Linked DNA regions of Mus musculus: region 1 is linked to region 2. A link is a contact called in public Micro-C data. All regions are on one chromosome and are shown on one strand. Each heading gives the region's core, a stretch centred on a gene start, on an enhancer-like site or on the middle of the called end of the contact. The rest is flanking DNA. Distances are from core to core; before and after follow the strand shown.

Region 1 (5,425 bases), core at 1,894-4,393, 65 kb before region 2:
CTAGATACATTTGCAAGCATGGAAAGAATAAAGTCAGCCACACAATGGTAGAATGTGATGTATCACAGGAAATAGGAGGAATACGAAACTCTGGGAATTGGCTTTTTCTAACAACTAACTGAGCTTGGAAACTGGGATTCCAACTTCTTGGAAGATCTGGAGTCTAGGGAAATCCTTGAGGTATTCAGGGGATCTGTGTGACCAACAGAGTAGACAGTCAAGCTGGGGAGACGGCTTTGTCATGGTATACAGTTCTTGCCTCATGAGCATAAGAGTTGAGTTTTGATCCTAGAACTCATGTAAAAAGTCAAATGCAATGCTTGCCCTCATGTGTGTGACAAGACTTTTCCTGGGGAGATACAAGATACATGTCTATGCATCTTACCTGGGAGACCACAGCAAGCTAAAGTACAGATACCACCAATGTCTAACATGGTGAACCACTGGAATTTATTCATGTTACTTATAGGAATATGGATCAAGTGTTACTTACAGGAGCAGAAATGACTCAAAAGACAACTGTATCACCAAAGCCTATCCCAGCATGGGTCACAGTTCACAAAGCTAGGAACCTGGAGCACACTACACAGCCTGCAGGCAGCTCAGCAGGTTAGAGAGTACTCTGTCCAAGGAACCCCTTCCAAGTTCTGCTAGTCTTTGCTTTTTCCAGGGAGCTGGTCTGCTCTCAGAGTCTTTGCAGCTTTGCATGTCTAAGAGTGAGTCTCGGTAGTCTTTATTGCTTGCTCTGGGAGGGAGGGGGCCTAGTGAATCTGGTCAGTTTCAGGGACTTCCTAAAGCTAGTTTGAATTGTTTAACTCCCTGTTAACATCCTGCGGGAGCGTCCCTGCAGGATAAAATGTCTTCAATCCCAGAGGAAACCCATACACAACAATCTATATGTCCAGAAATGGCAAAATGAGGTAGAGCAGTTTGGTCCCTGGGAGTGCACTTGGCAAAAATCAAAACCATCTAGAGACCCTATCTCTAACAAAATGCTGAAAGCATCTGAGGAATGACACCTTAGATTGTCCTCTGACTTCCACATGTGTGTACACATACATGTATGTGCACCCCAACTGTAGTGGTTTGAATATCTTTGACCCAAAGAGTGGAGGTGTTGAAGAGACCTGAGAAACGTGCACATCAAATCCTACACTCTCCTGACCCTGCACAGAGCCAGAGCAGTTAGCACTCCCTCCCCCTGGTGACTCCCCCCGCCCCCGGGGGGGGGGGGTGATTGGGGGGGGGGCAAGTGCCAGCCTTGGGAACAGATGAAAAGCAGCATTCCCAGCCTCACACCCCTTTTGATGAACAACCAACATTTCTCTAGTGCAGATGGCTCCTGCCCTTGAAAGAAACAGAAGCCAATACCCTTGAAATGATAATAGCCCACTCTTAGGCTAGGAAAAAGAGACAATTAAGTGTTCCCAGACAGCTGTGGCCAGTTGTAACAATACACCAGCTTCTGATAGCATAAGTCACTTTTCCCAGGTCAGAAAGGTCCCTTTCCAGCTGCGTGGCTCTGCCCCATATCTGAACAAACGTTACCAGGTGTGAAGGATGGCATTCCTTTACCCTCTCATGTAATGTCAAAGCTTGAAAAAACCCTGCTTGTGTTTTTTTTTCCTTCATCAACCCTTTACTTAGACCTGGGGGTTCATTCTCTTTCCTGTTCCATCAGGAAGGTTGGTGGCCCCAGCTGGAGCTTTTATAAAGACCCTCATGTGATTACAGAGGGTTGTGATTCCTGTTTGTCTCTTGGGGGTGGGGCGTTTAACAATCTGGGCACAACAGTGTAACCTTGGAGTAAATGTGTCACCATGTGCATGGGCTTTAAAGACCCTCTTCCTAGCTGCCTGGAAGCCAGTTTCTGTTTGACTTCAGAACAGGAGGTGGAACTCTCAGCTCCTCCTGCACCGTGCCTGCCTGGATGCTGCCCTGCTCCCACCTTAATGATACTGAACTGAACCTCTAAACCTGTAAGCCAACCCCAATGAAATGTTGCCCTTATAAGAGTTGCCTAGGTCATAGTGTCTGTTCGCCACAGTAAAAACCCTACACACACACATATAGACACACGTGCTCGAATGCATGTATGCACATGTGCATGAAAAAGAGGGGGAGAAGACGGGGAGAGGAAGGAAAAGAGGGAGGGAGGGAGAGAGGAAGGGAGAGAGAGAGAGAGAGAGAGAGAGAGAGAGAGAGAGAGAGAGAGAGAGAAATTTTAGTGTTTTGTGTCACAGTTATCAGCTTCTCATTCCCAGTATTACTGCCTTGATTGTCTCCTGACAGGGTAGCTACTAAACCTTGTCTTCCAAATGAAACTGCACTCTTCCCAGTCTGATGCATGCTCCAGGGAGTAGCATAAAGACTGGCTAGCGTGTTTCAGCCCACTCAGGCTGAACCAGCATCTGCCCAAAGAAATTAGAGAGACAGAACGCTGCCTCTCTTTTCTCTTCTTATTAGTTCCAGGCAGTTAGGGCAACGGAGCTGGGACTAGGTGAGCACATACCACCAGGCCTGTAACTTTTGCAGAAACAGTTTAGGGAAGTCAGCACATGAACAGATAGGTGGAGCCCTTAACAGATAAAACCAGGTATTCCTGGGGAGAACGAAAATCAGATTTCCAGAGTTACTGTACTAAAACAGTCGAAAGTATCTAACTCTCAACATGAAAGAAAGCAATACAAGCCATTTCAAGGAAGTCCAGACATTGAGTTTACTAGAGCACACTTTAATTCTTCTTGATGCTCAATGAGGTCATGGAGAAGGCACTCAGAAGAATGGTGGATGAATAAGTATGGACCATTATTCAAGTAAGTGAAAGCTTTAAAAACTGGATAGGAAACCTGGAGCTCGGAAGTACAATAGCTGAGACGAACAAGTCAGTAGAGCGCTCCGGCCACATGGATAAGAGCAGGCTAAGAGAGTGGAGCCCACAGGACCAATGAAATTATTCAATACTACATGGGGGCGGGGCATGCTAGTGTCTGTCACCCCATATAGGACATCAACAGCAGACCAAAGAGACGAGTCCACCTGAGTCTACCCTAGTGAGTCACTGGGTTTACTGAGGCGGATTCTGCAGGACTATGGGGGAGGAGTTATTTACAGGATCGTGAATGACTCAAAGACAGCTCACCACTGGAGGGTCCACCTCAGCACAGCAATGACTCATGAAATCTGCATCCCTGGAGCTGCCCGGGGATGGTCAGAGAGTGTCTTCTTTCCAGCCACTGCTGCTGTTTTTTATAACCTAGGGGCAGGACTTTGAGAGCCCTGTGACTTCAAGAGCTTCTGCTAAGATTTGGTTACTTCCTGAGCTTTGTAGCTTTGCTCTCTTCCTCCTCCCTCCAAGAGGGAGATTCTCAGTTTGGAGAATCTCAGGTGTGACCATGCTAAGGTATGCTATGGTCAAACTGAGAAAAACCAAAGCACAGTGAAAATGTTGACAGCAGAAAGAGACGACTTGACATGTGTTCTGTATAGTCAATAATCAAGAGTCAGCTTCTTTTTTTTTTTTCCACAGAATACATTTTTTAATGAAAAACAGGGTACTTCAGGGTAGTATTTATCTCACTCAGATAGCATAATGGTTACTGAATTGGGAAGGGCAGCTGAACTTACATAGATTTTTTTTTTCCATTTTTATTAGGTATTTAGATCATTTACATTTCCAATGCTATACCAAAAGTCCCCCATACCCACCCACCCCCACTCCCCTACCCACCCACTCTCTCTCTTTGGCCCTGGCGTTCCCCTGTACTGGGGCATATAAAGTTTGCGTGTCCAATGGGCCTCTCTTTCCAGTGATGGCCGACTAGGCCATCTGTAGCCATAGGTGGGGGTTGGGATGGTGCAGGTGGTGGTGGTGGTGGTGGTGAGATTTTTATGCTGCTTGAACAGATGTAAACACCCACCCAAACAGTTGAGCATAGTGGTACACACCTTTAATTCCAGCACTTACAAGGCAAGAGGCAGGTTCATCTCCGGAAGTTCCAGACCAGTCTTGTCTCTGTAGAGCTAGAACCAGGTGAGCCCAGGCTACATAGTCAGACTTTGTCTCCAACAAAAACAAACCCTAAAAACAACAACAACAACAAAATAATCCAAACAAAACCAAACTTGTCATTTTGTATCTGGCAAAAGCTACCTTTCAAAAATGAAGGAAAATTTGAAGTATTCTTTTTAGATAAAGAACATGTGACTGTCATCAGTAACTCTGCCCTACTAAAAAATATGCTAAAAGAAGTATCTTGGGCTGAAATGTAAGGACATTAGATGGTAACTCAAAGCTGTATAAAAGGAAAAGATCTTCAGTGAAAGTAACTACACAGGTAACGTTAGAAGACAGTAGGACTGCATTTTGGGGTTTGACCTCCTCTTTCGATTCCTATGTGCTTTAAAAGACAAATGAATAAGACAACAGTGATCAATGTCGAAGAGGCCACAATGCATTAAGATGTAAAGTGACAATAATAACCTAGAGGAGAGATGGAGTGGAGCAGGTGTGAACACACATTGTTCACACCACACCGGGCACTAGCAATGGGCCAAGAAAATGACCTCACCGGAGTCCGGCTTTACAGAGTTTATTGAGGTTACTTAGAGAAGTGTGGTTGACGGTACTGCCAGGCAGTGGACAGTTACACATCCTCAGGTCACCCAGCACGGGTGATGGGTGACAACTGCGTCATTGCTAGTGTTCCCTGTCTTGCAGAAGGTCTCCTTTGCTCTTGCTGTTGTGTGCTGCATACATGCCCTTTGTATGTGGGGTGGGATGGCTTATTAATCACATTTGTCTCATGAGCTTCTTGGTAAAATTTGTGAGCTCCCAGGAGGAAATATCTCAGTCCAGAGGAAGCAATTACACAATAAATGGGGTGGTAATAGCTTTTGAATTGTTGGTAGTAACTCAAACTACACTGCAATATGCTTTGCAGGTTTGTAGCTACATTCTCCAAGGCAACTACTGATGTAATAAAGTATAAATACACTGGAAAAGAAGGGAAGAGGAAATCAGATGACACAATAGAAAAAAAAGATCATGTACAGAATATGGTTATATTGGAAGAGGAAAAATTATTTGAGAAAATGATACAGGACATTTAGAGAAATGATAGGAATGTGGCTTGAGTTTACCAATTAGAAGAGACACTTAAAAAAAAAACTGAATTAAGTTAAAATGGAAAATATGAGACAGCTGTTTTATGATTACTGTAAGCTTGCTTTAGACACAAAAGAACAAATAACTTGAAAATAAAATAATGAAAAACCGGAAGTGGGCAGCTGTACTAACTTTAGGGGAAATACAGACTGCAAGTTAAAAATCATTATACAGACAAAAAGCAGAAAGACAATTGCATATTTATAAAAGTGTTTGTTGATCAAAAGGTTAGAACAAAACCTTGTCTACATACAATGG
Region 2 (5,882 bases), core at 2,098-4,597:
AATCTTATCAGGAGATGTACACCTTGCGTTTTGAGATAGGTTCTCTGCTTGGCCTGGCGCTCACTGATTGGGCTAGGCTAGGTGGCCAGTGAGTTCTAGGGATCTGCCTGTCTCTCCCCCACACCCCAACTCCACATCACTGACATCACATGTATGTGTACAGACACAGCGCCAGACTCTTCTTTTTTTTTTTAATGTGGGCCCTGGGGACTGAAGTCAGATTCATAGCCGTGTACAGGATATACTTCATCTGCTGAAATCCTTCTCTATATTTCTATGTCCCTTTGAAAGGAAGCTGCTAGCCCTTAGTCTCTGATCACTATGACTAATGACATTTCCTTAAGAAGAAACTTCTCTTCCACTTTCTTAAATTTCAAGCACTGTCCTTGTCTGGACAGGCAAGAAGTCCAATACATGCCCATAGCTCACCAGGAGGACCAACCCTGGCCCACAGAGATGATCTTTGCATCCCTGACCCACCAAAGATGATCCCTTGTGTCTCTCCAGCATCTTGCTTTTCTTTTTGTTTCTAGGGTCAAGGTCACAAGATTTAAGTCTCGCTCACAGTTGATGAACTTGTTTCACAGTTGTTTTATTCATCTTTACTTCTTGAGACCTCAGTTTGCCCATGTATAACATGCTGTCCTGTCCCTGCTTGTTCTCATAATGGAGGCCAGGATCCTGTGAGGTCTCTCTGAATTGTCTGGGTATGGCTAGGTTATGATGAATGACCATTCTTTGGTGGTCTCAGTTTTCTCCACCCAAACATTGGGATAATAAAAGCAGATCCCTCAGGGGTGATGTGAGGATTCTGGGCACCCAGAATTAGGCTCTCTTTCCCCATCAAGAACTCAGCCTGTGACAGGCGCAGGTGACTCAAATCTCCCCATGACACTCAGGGTCACTCCAAGTCAGGAGTTTGTTTTGCTTATTCAAGTATGGCTAACTCTCCCCTAGAATACACAAGCATCCAGTAAATACTCTCTCATGCATAGTACTGGAGGCAAAAGCCGATTGGGTAAAAACAGATCATTCTTGGTGCTCTGCCCTTGGGCGTGTGTATTTACATAACATTTGTGTATTAACATAATGCAAGGACTTCTGTCCCACTAGGTGAGCTCTCCACACCCCACCCCTTAGCTATTCTGGAAGGCCACTATGTGGTAGTTACTCCACTGTTTGGGAAACCTCTCCCTCTTCCCCTGTTGCACCTCCCCTAGTCACTCTGTCAGCATGGAAGAGAACAGGGCTACAAGCCTGTTTGGGAAGAAAGCCCCACACCAGCTCACTGGACTGTCTCAACAGCCTGGTTCTCCTGTGGCTCCACCAACTCTTCCTAAGCTACTCTGTTAGGGTCCAGGGATGCTCTGTGAGTGTGAAACATGGACACCCCACTCCTGGTAGGAAACGTGACCTACAGTGGTGCTCTCATGAGCTTATGCCAGGAAGTTGGTGGTACTCGACCTAGATCACAGGAACACAGCTTTTCCCTCCTGGAGGTTTAGCAGTGGCACCTTATTTTGGACCTTCTGACACTCCTATACCCATGGGACCATGCCACCCCAACTTCTGCATACCTCCATTGTTGTATTCTTCTGACACCTTTTTTTTTGGTAGGGACCCTGTGATCACATGCAGAAACCCTAGTTCTCTCCTCTTACCAGCATGACTTTACACTCATCTGCAAAACCAGTTCATCACTGACATTTTTTTTTTTTAATATTCCCAGGCTCAAGTTGAATTTGTCTCCTTTGTGGTAGTACTGGGAAGTAAGAACCTTGAGGAGTGGTGATTATATCTTGGGGCATCTCCTAAGCACCGTGATGTTCTCATAAGAATGAGTTAGTTATGGTGGATCTAGTTATTGCAATGCAAGCCTGCCCCTCCTGCTTTGCTGCTTCTGTGGGTGCCTGCCTCACATGCCTATTGTAGGAGCCCACTGCATATGCTTAATGTGTAAGCACACTGCACATGCCTACTGTTCAGGCCTACTACGCATGCCCACTGTGCATGCCTACTGCACTTCTTTCTTCCTTAGTGACCTTGATCATATTCTTCAACTTCCAGACCTTGGAGCCAAGGTAAGCCTCTATGCTGTAAATCTTTCTGAGTTCAGGAACCCTGTGTGTATGAGCTTCTGTTTAGAGAACCCAGAAATTAGGACTTACTATGGCAGGGTTGTTTTATTCATCTGTCACGAGGACTCTGTAGTTTTCAAAATGCACCCATAGAAAGACAGAAGTACAGAGGGAGCTGGGAGCTGGGAGCTGGGAGCTGGGAGCTGGGAGCTGGGAGCTGGGAGCTGGGAGCTGGGAGCTGGGAGCTGGGAGCTGGGAGCTGGGAGCTGGGAGCTGGGAGCTGGGAGCTGGGAGCTGGGAGCTGGGAGCTGGGAGCTGGGAGCTGGGAGCTGGGAGCTGGGAGCTGGGAGTTAGGAGTTGGTTCAGTGGGTTAAGAGCACTTGCATAGCAAAAGAAGCACCTGAATTAAAATCCAGCCCCAACTTAAAAAAAATCACACATAGCTGCACGTTCCTTGTATTACACTTTAAAATAAAGTTTGTTGTGATAAAACACACTCGAACCAAAGAAGCTTGAAGAAGGGCTTATTTTTGTCCATAGTCCACCTTAATGGAGAAATCAAGACATCAGCACCTTGAAGTGGCTGGTAACATTATATATACAGTTAAAAGAAGGAGAAAAAAATGAATGGCCTCTACTCAATTCCATCTTCCATTTAGACACTTTAAGATCCCAGTCAGGGAATGGTGTCATTCAATCACAGTGGGCAGACGTTCCCACACGAAAGTAATCAAGATAATCTCTCATAGGCATGCTCAGAGGCTCATATCCTGGCTGAAGCCAGATTTTTGTCAAGCTGACAATTAAACACTAACCATCCCTTGCCTGTGACCCCACTGTTCAGTGGTAGACATGGGGAGATCCCATTATCTCGATGGCTAGTCAGCCTAGCCAAAATGGCCAGCTTCCAGTTCAGTTAGAGACCCTGTCACAAGGTATTAAGGCAGGGAGGGATGGAGGAAGACACTTGGTGTCCTTCTTTGGTTTCTGCATGTGGTCATATGACATATACATTCATGCGTACACACTAACTGCCCCACCCCCACCCCCCACATGCTGACCTCTCCTCCCATAAAATAGTCAGCATAGAGGGAGTGGACACTGGAATTTATATAGGCATGCTGGAAACATGGCTGTTTTCTAGCTGCTTTTTCTAGACTGAAGCGCCCCCTCCTGGACGGAGGAAAGAGGCTCATCAAAGGTAAGACACACTGAGGAAAAGCACAGGGCTCCGGAAGGTCAGAAAGTCAAGAGACTCAGAAGTGCCCCCTTCAGGCTTATAAAGGCAGTCAAGAATTGCTAGAGAAGGAGACTCTCCAGGAGAGTTGCCTGCAAGTTGTGCAGAGAGCTCTGGGGAATGCAGCTTTTGTGAGTCATCGCCTGGGCTTTTCCATGATGCAGCTGCCATTAGGTCCGCCATACTTTCTGTAAGTAACCTCAATAGATGTACTAGGCCATCAAGCTACACTCACACCCCGGGTCTATCATCTGCGTTCTATCCAGGTTGAATAGCCTTGTTCAGATCTCCCCAGGAAAAGTCACACAACCTACTTGACACTCAGAGATGAACGGAATCAAAGGTGAGTTGCGAGAATCAGGTGCATGACCCCTGTGATGGATCATAAGACATGAAAATGAGGCTGATCTCAAGTGAGTGAAGCACTCATATATGAGAGAGAGAGAGAGAGAGAGAGAGAGAGAGAGAGAGAGAGAGAGAGAGAGAACAATCACAATAAAGCTATAGTTCCCCAAGTGGTACAGCATGTGATAGGAAAGAGATACTTGCTGCCTGAAATAGCTGCTAGAATCTGCAGCTAACACCAAGCATGTGAGAGTGCAGTGCCAGTGGATTCCAGTGGATAAAATCCTCTATGTGGTACAGGGTGGTATGCCTCCTCTATGAATGGAGTTGACCTCATAAGTGTGGGAACAACATTGCCCAAAGGCTAATGGACTGGTGAATACATTATAATACCCCAAAGAAGCACACAGGGACGGGATTGTAAGTAGGCTGTGACAGATGTCGTGTGGCCTTTGTGGTGGGCAACGAGGCACACAGTGGAGATCTCCATACCCACAAGCCTAGCTCCAGACCAAGGCTGTGAGCTGCCTTTGTTTTTGCTTGATTCTCAGCCACTCCCCTCTTCCATCAACCCTGCCAACCCATTTCTTACTCACAGACCTAGATCCAACCAAACAGCACATGCATCAGCCTACCTGGCCCAGCTCTGGTCACACAGATCCTACACAGGGCCAATCTAAAGCAGACAGACTCTTACATTAGACATACGGCCAAGGGAAAAAGTCCACACACCCAAGACACATCATGAAAGCAAAGTCAAGATGAATGACCAAGGTAGCATTTATACCATCAAACCCAATAAATAGTCCTATCGAAATGCCTTCTAATGAGAATTACCTCGATGAATCAGAGAATACACAATTTAAGAGATCATAAATTTTATCAAAGAATTCAAGTCTAAAGAAGACACAAATAGACATTTCATCGAATTTTAAGAGAATAACATGGAATGTCTGAGTGTTGTCTAAAAAAATACAACTGAGATGCTGAGGAAAATGATGAAAACCTTTCAGGATTTGAAATCTAAATTCACTAAAGAGAAATGCTGGAAAGGACTCATGCTGAAATGAAGATGGACTTGAAAAACAGAATACTCCAGTAGGAAACTCAAGGGCATGGCCTACAAGCAGAGTGGATCAAGTAGAAGTTAGACTATCAGGACTTGAATATAAAGTAGAGGAAGCAGACCATATAAGAAAATAATCTGAAAAAAAAAAAAAAAAGCACAAGGAAGGGACTACTTGCCAGGATCAGAAAACCTAACCTATCTATTATAGGCATAGATAAAGGAGACAAATCCAAGTCAATAGCATAGACCAACTCTTCAACAAAATAATAATAGAAGAAAACTTTGGAAAACTGAAGAAAGACATATCCACACAGACACAGGAAGCCCACAGAACATAAAATAGACAAGAACAGCAAAGGAATTCCCCATAGCATATCATAATTAAAAAATTAAATATCCAGAAGAAAGGAAAAAAAAAACTTGAAAGATGTAAGTAGCAGGAAAAGAAAACCCATAAGTTATATATAAGGAAACCCCGTCAAAATAACAGGTGAATTCTCAATGGAAATTTTGAAATCCAGAAGAGCCTTGAGCAATGTACTCTATCTCAAAGGCCATTAGTACCAATCCAGACTACTGTATCCAGCAAAAGTATCTTCCATAGCTGAAAGGGAAAAAACTTTTCATGACTCAGACAGCCTAAAATAGTTCATACCCAGCAGAACAACCTTAAACAGAACAGAGAAGCAATACTTAGGACCGAAGAGTTTAATAAGGATCGATAAGAGACTATAGAAAGAAAACAAATGAAGCTATAGTACCCGACACACAAGCCACGACTAAGAACACAGCAACAGATGACTATAGACCACACACACCTTTCAGTGCTAAAGTTAAATATTAGTGATCTCAATTCTCCAAGCAAATAACACAGGCTGGCTGAATGGAATCAGAAACAGAATTCATCTTTCTGTTGTCTACAAGGAACTCATCTCAGCTTTAGACACTGTGAAGTTGTGTTTCTGTTCTTCCTTGCCTACCTAAGGCACATTCTGATTGGTTAAAATAAAATGCCTATGGCCTATAGCAAAAGGCAGGGGAAAGAGAGAGAGAGAGAGAGAGAGAGAGAGAGAGAGAGAGAGAGAGAGAGAGAGAGAGAGAGCAGAGGAAGTCAGACATATGAAACTGAGGAGAGGTGTGGCAGAACATAGAC

The links. Hi-C and Micro-C count contacts between places; a contact is called where the count stands out from the background.
Region 1: a contact with region 2 is called in a Micro-C map of trophoblast stem cells, with 2.0 times the contacts expected there. The contact joins two enhancer-like sites. A contact is called at or near these places in 2 of 15 datasets of contacts at CTCF or cohesin (the G1E-ER4 cell line and embryonic stem cells), 15 of 484 Hi-C or Micro-C datasets (the G1E-ER4 cell line, cumulus cells, embryonic stem cells and 2 more) and 6 of 115 datasets of contacts at active chromatin or transcription factors (bone marrow-derived macrophages, embryonic stem cells and microglia).

Annotation. Positions count from the first base shown.
Region 1 is chr1:35,901,904-35,907,328 of GRCm38.p6, reverse strand. No RefSeq gene overlaps it. Among named protein-coding and RNA genes, the nearest start is that of 1110002O04Rik, 35 kb to the right of the region's middle. Within about 2 kb of position 3,143, at least 32 of the 459 cell types and tissues checked have an H3K27ac peak or open chromatin away from gene starts, as enhancers often do. A contact at or near this core is called in trophoblast stem cells, where this site is marked.
Region 2 is chr1:35,837,061-35,842,942 of GRCm38.p6, reverse strand. No RefSeq gene overlaps it. Among named protein-coding and RNA genes, the nearest start is that of 1110002O04Rik, 30 kb to the left of the region's middle. Within about 2 kb of position 3,347, at least 8 of the 459 cell types and tissues checked have an H3K27ac peak or open chromatin away from gene starts, as enhancers often do. A contact at or near this core is called in trophoblast stem cells, where this site is marked.